2 separate regions of the Astyanax mexicanus genome follow, and region 1 is linked to region 2. Evidence: chromatin contacts called from public Hi-C data. All regions are on one chromosome and are shown on one strand. Each heading gives the region's core, a stretch centred on a gene start, on an enhancer-like site or on the middle of the called end of the contact. The rest is flanking DNA. Distances are from core to core; before and after follow the strand shown.

The links. Hi-C and Micro-C count contacts between places; a contact is called where the count stands out from the background.
Region 1: a Hi-C map of muscle shows a contact between it and region 2, with 2.9 times the contacts expected there. The contact joins the promoter of acsl6 here to the enhancer-like site in region 2. A contact is called at or near these places in 2 of 3 Hi-C or Micro-C datasets (both in muscle).

Annotation. Positions count from the first base shown.
Region 1 is chr17:38,514,409-38,518,369 of AstMex3_surface, reverse strand. acsl6 (acyl-CoA synthetase long chain family member 6) reads left to right here and starts at 1,569. Exons shown (of 21, transcript XM_049466765.1): 1 at 1,569-1,670. The coding sequence starts at 1,625.
Region 2 is chr17:38,464,240-38,468,101 of AstMex3_surface, reverse strand. acsl6 (acyl-CoA synthetase long chain family member 6) reads left to right here. Exons shown (of 21, transcript XM_049466765.1): 12 at 1,588-1,722; 13 at 1,963-2,097; 14 at 3,173-3,268; 15 at 3,427-3,499. Among protein-coding and RNA genes, the nearest start is that of LOC111193835, 31 kb to the right of the region's middle. Within about 2 kb of position 1,596, the one cell type or tissue checked has an H3K27ac peak away from gene starts, as active enhancers do.

The DNA.
Region 1 (3,961 bases), core at 320-2,819, 50 kb before region 2:
AGGAAGAAGCTGTTCTATCATTACCTTGTAGGCGATTGTAAGCGCTTCGAATTTGATACAAGCAGCAAATGGTAGCCAGTGAAGCTCAATGAGCAGTGGAGTGACATGTGCCCATTTTGGCTGGTTGAAGACCAGACGTGCTGCTGCATTCTGAATCACCTGGAGTGGTTTTACTACACAGGCCGGGAGGCCAGTTAGTATGGTATTGCAGTAGTCGAGGCGTGAGACTGCTTGTTCAAGGATGGGTGGCCTGTTGCGTTAGAAATGGTCGAATTTTTCTGATGTTTCTTGTTGCTTACTTATGTGTGGTTTGGATCACTGTGACATTGAAATACCCTGCAGGGTCCAATTTTTAAACATAGTGTATTATTTGAAGAACATGTCTTTATTCCCTCCACTCTGCACAATATAGACTCAGTAGCAGTAAAACAGACCAAGTACATGATGCTACTACCAGTATGATTAATAACTGATATAAAGTTACTAAAATGGATAATTTCATGTTTTTCATGCAGACATTTTTGTCTTATCTGACTTTTTTGTTTGTAAAAAATGTTGGGTAAAAAAATACTGAACAACTGCAATTTTCCTATTCTACTCTTACCAATAATACTGATTTTTTTAAATAGATACAATTTACATTAAGCCAAATTAAGATCTCTCTGTTTGTCCGGCCCTCCAAAACAGAACCAGATTATCATGTGGCCCCATTGGAAAATGTATTGTCCTAAACTTGTGTCTGCTAACCTGAGTACCTCCCAGTACTTACATACAATTGTTTGAACTGGTGATCCTGAATCCTGCATTTAGAAACATCTCCATGAACTAAGCATAACTGTGTAAATCTACAATCTTTAGCCTCAAATTTGATCTGACTCAATATGTTTGTTTGTCAGTGAGAGCCATCAAACAGCTTACAGAGAAGCTACCACCTATAGTCAGTCATGATCAGTCACAGGAAGTTAAGTGCTCTTGCCAAGTAAAAAAAAAGCACGGAGCAGGTTGCTCTTACAGCCTACAACATAAAGGCCAGGCAGTCATTTATAATATATGATCATGTTTACCTATGGTAGCCTAGGGGGAATCACTACACACTGAGGGCCAGTGTCAAAATTTGGTGGACCCAGCAGTGACAAATGTTCGATTTTGGACATAAGGACAGGTATAAATACAGTGTAAGTTTTACACATGCTGTGTGTGTATTGGCAGGCTTGTTTTGCTGTGTTCAGGCACTGATTGTTGTTTTGAGGTGATGCCAATCACAAACATTCAGCTTGCATTGTAAAGGCCTAAGTCCATGTTGAGCAATTTGTGTAACCTCTCGCCCCATCAACCCCCCCCCCCCCCCTTTCCCCGGGGTTCGGGGCTCGTCCTCCATTGGTGAGTCTGAATGGTCATCTCTTCTTTTATTGTTTTTATTACCACAGTGAGGAGGTGACCGGGCTCGGGCAGCAGCAGGGCAGGTTACCGAGCCCTCAACCCCTCTCTTCCCCCTTCCCCCATCTCCCAACACCCTCCCCAACTCATCCCTCTAGTAGATGCTCGAGCTGAGCCTGTGCTGCGTCTGCGCTCTTGGAGCGAGAGAGCGAGAGAGAGAGAGAGAGAGAGAGAGAGAGAGAGAGTCATGCTAGCCTTTGCTCTCGTTGCTGGCTCTCTCTGGATTCTGCTGGGTAAGTCTTTGTGTTTTATCAGTTTGCGCTCAGAGTGTGATTGGGATTGTAAACCTGTGTGCTGGGTTTTGGTGTGTGAGGGTTTATTGTGTGTGCGGGTTTGTTGTATGTGCGGTGTTTTGTTGTGTGCGGGTTTGAGCAGCGGCTCTGCAGGTGAGCTGATGGGCTTATTCGTAATGTTCTGCTGCAGATTAGTGGAGCTGAACCTTCCAACGAGGTCAAGAAAGGCTGGATTGCGCGCTGATGATGATAGTGTTTTGTGTTGGTGTCTTTAATGCGCAGTGTTCTCTGGGTTCTCCATTCTCCTGCGTAATGACCTTTAGACAGACTGTATGCTAAATACAGGCTAAATCGCACGAGGGATGGAGGAGCATTGGTATAAAAAGGCTTGCGGCGTGTTTAATCACAATGAGGGCGAGGCAGTGGTAATGGTGTGATGGGGGGAGTATGAATGGTGGAGTTGTATGTTTTTTGAATGGCGCTGAGCCTCATGCCGGTATGGAGGGATGGATGGATGGAGGTATGGAGGTGGCGCAGAGCGGCTCCACTTGGCTCCACCCGTTTTCAGGTAAATGCGGGGTTTCTTAACGGGGATTGGCTGGCAGCTCATACTCAAGGATAGTTTTTAACATCGTCATTGTCTCAGCCAATCGCAAGGTAGGAGGTGGCACACGCTAGCAAATCCCAGCCCGGAAGACAAGAGTCTCTGCTGACCAATCCTAGCCTATAGAGACCGGATGCTCCTAGGGATGTTAGGCGAAACGCAGCCAATCCAATTCTCCGATCCTCGCCCAAATGAGAGGTGAGACCGTCCTAGCCAATCAGAACCGGCTTTTCTGAATACGGGTGTGAAAGGGAAAGCCGGAGCGCGCCGGTGACGCGCGTGAGGGCGCATCTGATTGGAGGGAGCTGTCCAGACGACGGGGGTTCTGAAACGCACCGCCCTTCCTGCGATAACCGCAGCCACCGTCCACGCGGCCGCGGCCTCGCGCTGGAGGAGATAGCGGTGAGTCTTTGATGAGTCTGCAGATCGCCACTGGCGCGTGTCTGATGCCCCCCCGCGCTCGCGGGCGGATGGCAAGCGGACACTCCAGAAGCTGCACCGGCTCCGCCCGCCATGTGTGCGCGCTCATCCATTATGCAGGGAGCAGAAGCTCGAGCGCGTGAGAAACCTGCTCTTTTTCCCCTCTTTAATAATGAAGCGCTCAAGACTCACATCACCCACCAACCGCTCGCGACACGACGCGCAGGTGCGGGAGATCAGTCCCCGCGGCACACGGGCTCGACCTGAAGGCTGAGTTATGAACAGCCACTGAAGGTCGTGTGTGTGTGTTGGGGGAGGAGGTGAATATGGAGCACATAAGGACAAGGATGCGCAGACAGTCAGACAGCAGGGTGATCACTTCTCCCATAAAATATTAATTTATTATATTCAGTGGTTCTTCAGGAACTCAAAACTCTAAACAACTCATTAAATGGTGAGAAAAGGTTGGATAATTAGTGGACTAAAGGTTCCACTAATGTTCTGCCATGTCCAAAAATCTATTTTAGTAATAAAGAATATCAGAAAAGATAGAATAACAATAACACACATCACATACATGTTCTAATAAATTGGGCATTCTAGAATCTGTTCTGGTCCATGCAAACATTTAAAAAGAGCCCTTTCAGCATTCAACAGCATTTCATTAGAATAATCCGACAAGAACAAACAATGTGAATTGTAAATTAATACATAATAAGTTGCTGCTGACAAAAATGTCACCAGCAATGTCTTTCACTTTCAGTTTCTATATTTAAACCACAAGTCTAAATTAAGGTTAATACACACACCACTCTGCATACTAGCACAATCATTTACAGCAGGACACCTCAGTCATTTTTAGAGTACACTCGTCTTCGTTCATCACATCACTATGAGCAGAGCTGGACATTCTGCAATGCTCTGTTAGTTTAGATAACCATTGTTATACTAATGTCAAAGTGACAAAAAAATCAAGTGATGCTAATGGATCTTGTTATTCATCCAATTATCTAATCAGCCAATTATGTTGCAGCAGTGAAGTGCATTCAGTCATACAGATATGAGCCAGCAGTTTTTTTTGTGCTGTTCAGGTCAACCAGAGGAGGGGTTGGACACATCTTAATAAAAAACTCCTGAAAAGTTTTCATTGATTAAATAAAATTGTCCAAAAAATTTTGTGCTGATGTGAGTTTCAGGGAGATAATCAATCACTGGGTTAAATAGTGGATTCAGCTTACTGGTCTTGAGTTGGAACCATGTAAGATCT
Region 2 (3,862 bases), core at 347-2,846:
AACAGCACACAGTTATACTAACTTTAAGTAAAGCCTTAAAACACAGCTTAAGGATCTTAAAGATGATGAAGTGTGTTTCCACCATTACTTAGTAAACAAAAAAATTATAAACTCTCCCTATATAGTATTACATGTATCCTAAGGATGAGTATGGATTCCTGTAATTAAAAACATTAATAAAATCTACTTAGAACACTGAAAAATAGCATTTGTTACCTGTCCCCACTCTCTCCCTGGGTTTCACTCATTCCTGTTACCATAACCACGTTCTTCTAAAGATCATGGAAAGGCTAAAATTGAGTTCCCTTAATTGTTGACTGAGGAGGTCATTTTTAAACCTCATTCCTGTTACCTCAATTCATTCTTAGATTCTGTTTGTTCCAGTAACAGGAATGAGTGCCATTAACAGGAGTGATTTTTTTGTCATAATTATCAATTATTTGAACATGCAGTCAACAATTTCTTTAAAAATAACGACTTTTTTGAAAGAAAGCCAAAGGAATTAGTAGATTGGCTTTTAAACATGCCTTTTAAATGTCACATGAGTTTTGTAACCATCTGCGGCTTAAGAAACCTTGTAATAAATTAAGTAAAGCTGCCTGAGTTTGACCAGTACATGTTTTGAATAGTTAAATATGTGTTATTATATACAGAGTTGAAAAACAATTATTTGAAAGATTTATAACAAGCAAAAGGCACTGTTTCGGTGGAATGGCCCATTTGTCTCAGTTGATCAGTGTTTCTATAAAGCCGTGCGTACACATCCCTCTTCTTAGGTAATGTCACAACATAATAAGAGGGCTGCAGTTACGTCTGTGACTCAGCCAGCATTGTGAAATATTCCGGTAGTCTAAGGGCTTCACAGATGTTTCTCCCAACAAATTTGATTTACTACGTTTAACCCCTCCTGGTCCCATTACTACCCTTTTTCAGCTTCCAAGTAGGCTCTGAGTGAGGCTGTACTGGGATCCAGTTGCAAGAAAAAAAGTATTGCTCAGATGTCGATCTTTCATGTCTCAGGAGACATATTTGATCAACTTTGTTTCTCCTAACATTGCTTAGGAGAAATAGCATTAGACAAAAATGAGACATGAAAGGTTCTTTCTCAGCACCTTCAGGATTGCTGTTTTTTCTCTTGGAGTGATCGGAGAGTAGCAACAGATCTGAAATTTCTATATTTGCATACAATTTGTCTAACCGTGAATTGATGTAACCCAGGTGTTTCTGTAGCCTTCAGCAGCTCCTTGTGTCTCTAGAATATGTCTTCTGGGGTCCTCTGAGAGTTGATTGAATGGAGACTGGGTTCACACTAACCTAAATTTCTTTGAGAGGAACAGATTGTCGCTTCTTCTACATCAGTAGTTCTCAGATCAGTCCTCAGAACTTGAAGTGGTTGGGCCACTGTTAGCATTGGAGTTTCAAAGCATTTTATTTGCATTTAGCACATAAAATCACCCCCCCACCAATATTTTTGTAGGGAAGGACCTGTTTGAGAACCACTGGTTCACGTTTTAAGCTAATAATAATACACTTCTCAGTATAAATTGTTTATTGGTGTTTAACACACTGCTGACCCATTGTGCGCAGGCGGTGGTGTACTGCCACGGTGGGAGGATTGGCTTTTTCCAGGGTGATATTCGCCTGCTTTCAGAAGACATGAAGGTCTTGCGGCCCACCATCTTCCCAGTGGTGCCTCGACTGCTCAACCGCATGTATGACAAGGTGAGAGACTCTCAGCTGCAGCACAACCATCAGACCTGTGGAACAGCAGCATCCAGTGTGTGTGTGTGTGTGTGTGTGTGTGTGTGTGTGTGTGGTCTATTTGTGCAGAAAGGATGTCAAACACAAAGCACGGGGAATACACTTAGTGTACACACACAGTATATGGAGCTATGATGATAATACAGGTAACAATTATTACTAAAATTAAATAAATACTAATACTGTCTCTGTGTTTTTCAGATATTCAGTCAGGCTAATAATTCAGTGAAGCGATGGATCCTAAATTTTGCAGCGAAGAGAAAAGCAGCTGAAGTCAGCCGCGGTGTCATCCGGAGTGACAGTATTTGGGACAAGATCTTCTTTAGTAAGATTCAGGTCAGTATTTCAGTTTATAAGTTATGTTTTAGGTTGCTTTGCAGTGTGCAATAAAATGTTGTACATAACGATTTCTTTTTTCATTAAAATTAAAAGTATGGAAAGATTTGTGCATCCTTCATACATCACAACCAACCAAACCAATGGGTTACCATAATGACCAATTGGAGACCATGTAACCACCTGAAGCACATTAGCAACCATATTGGATACCATATTGGATGCCAGCCAACACACTAGTCACTGTATATAGTTGCAAGAAAAACTATTTAAACCCTTTGGGATCAAATGTCCTAACCGCAACCCAATTGAGATGCTGTGGCATGACCTCAAAAGAACGATTCACACCAGATATCCCAAGAATATTGATGAACTGAAACAGTGAAGAGAAATGTTCCAAAATTCCTCCTGATCTGCAACTACAGGAAATGTTTGGTTGAGGTTATTACTGCCAAAGAAGGGTCAACCAGTTAATAAATCCAAAGGTTTACATACTTCCCCCCTCACTGTTAACATGTTGTGTTTAATAAAAATATGCAAACATGTAATTTGTTTGTGTGGTATTAGTTTAAGCAGACTGGGTTTGTCTACTTAGATGAAGATCAGAACACATTTAATGACCAAATTATGCAGAAATCCAAGTAATTCCAAAGGGTTCACACACTTTTTCTTGCAACTGTACCATGCCAATCACAAAGGATGTTATAGAAACCAAGTGTCAAACACATAGCAACACCATAGCAACATCCAGCCATATTAAATGCATTTCAATACCAAAGCAACCACCTGGAACAGCAAAACAACAAGCTAACAACACCAAAGCATCCATACCCTTAAATAAGGCTTCACTGCATGGTGGTTTGTGTTTTTGTGTGTGTGTGAGTGAAAGTGAAATCCAGAATAGAAAAAACAGGGTATACAAAATTACACATAGATGTGAGTGTATGGGTGTCAGTGCTTCCTTTTAGTTGACCCAGGGGGTATTCCTGTCTTTCTCCCAATGATTTCAGCTAGAGAATAAAAAGATGCACAGATGGATGGATAAACTAAGACTGATTGGTGTGTTTGTTTGCAGGCCAGTTTAGGCGGGAGGCTACGAATGATTATAACAGGCGCCGCCCCAACTTCCCCAACGGTTCTCGGCTTCCTGAGAGCAGCTTTGGGCTGTCAGGTGAGAACCACATGCAAGACACACATGTTTAACACACACACACAGACACACTTACACAGAAACCTGCTTTTAAATTCCACATCCTCTAACTTTCTCTCTTATTTGTTCTGTCTATTTAATTTGGGCCGGTGTGTGTGGGCACACAAATGGATGAGTAGGTGTACGAGGCATATGGGCAGACGGAGTGCACAGCCGGCTGTACTTACACCACCCCTGGAGACTGGACCTCAGGTAAATCCCTGGAAGCGTAGAAAAATTAAGTTATACATTAACCCAAAAGCACGTCCAGGAAACCTGAGCCACTTAGTCTGAAAACTGCAGTTCTATGGCTAATATATATATATATATATATATATATATATATATATATATATATATATATATATATAATTGTCCTCTTACCAACAACTTAATCAGTCACTGAAGGAATGTTTGGTGTTTGAAGTTCTGGAGGCTGAACCTTTAATAGGTGGCATGATGGCTTGGTGATTATCACATTTGCCTCTCAGTGTTTCCATGTTCTCCCTGTGTCTGCATTTTCTACCACATTCCAAGAACATGGAGATCAGATGAATTGAATACTGAATAAAATTG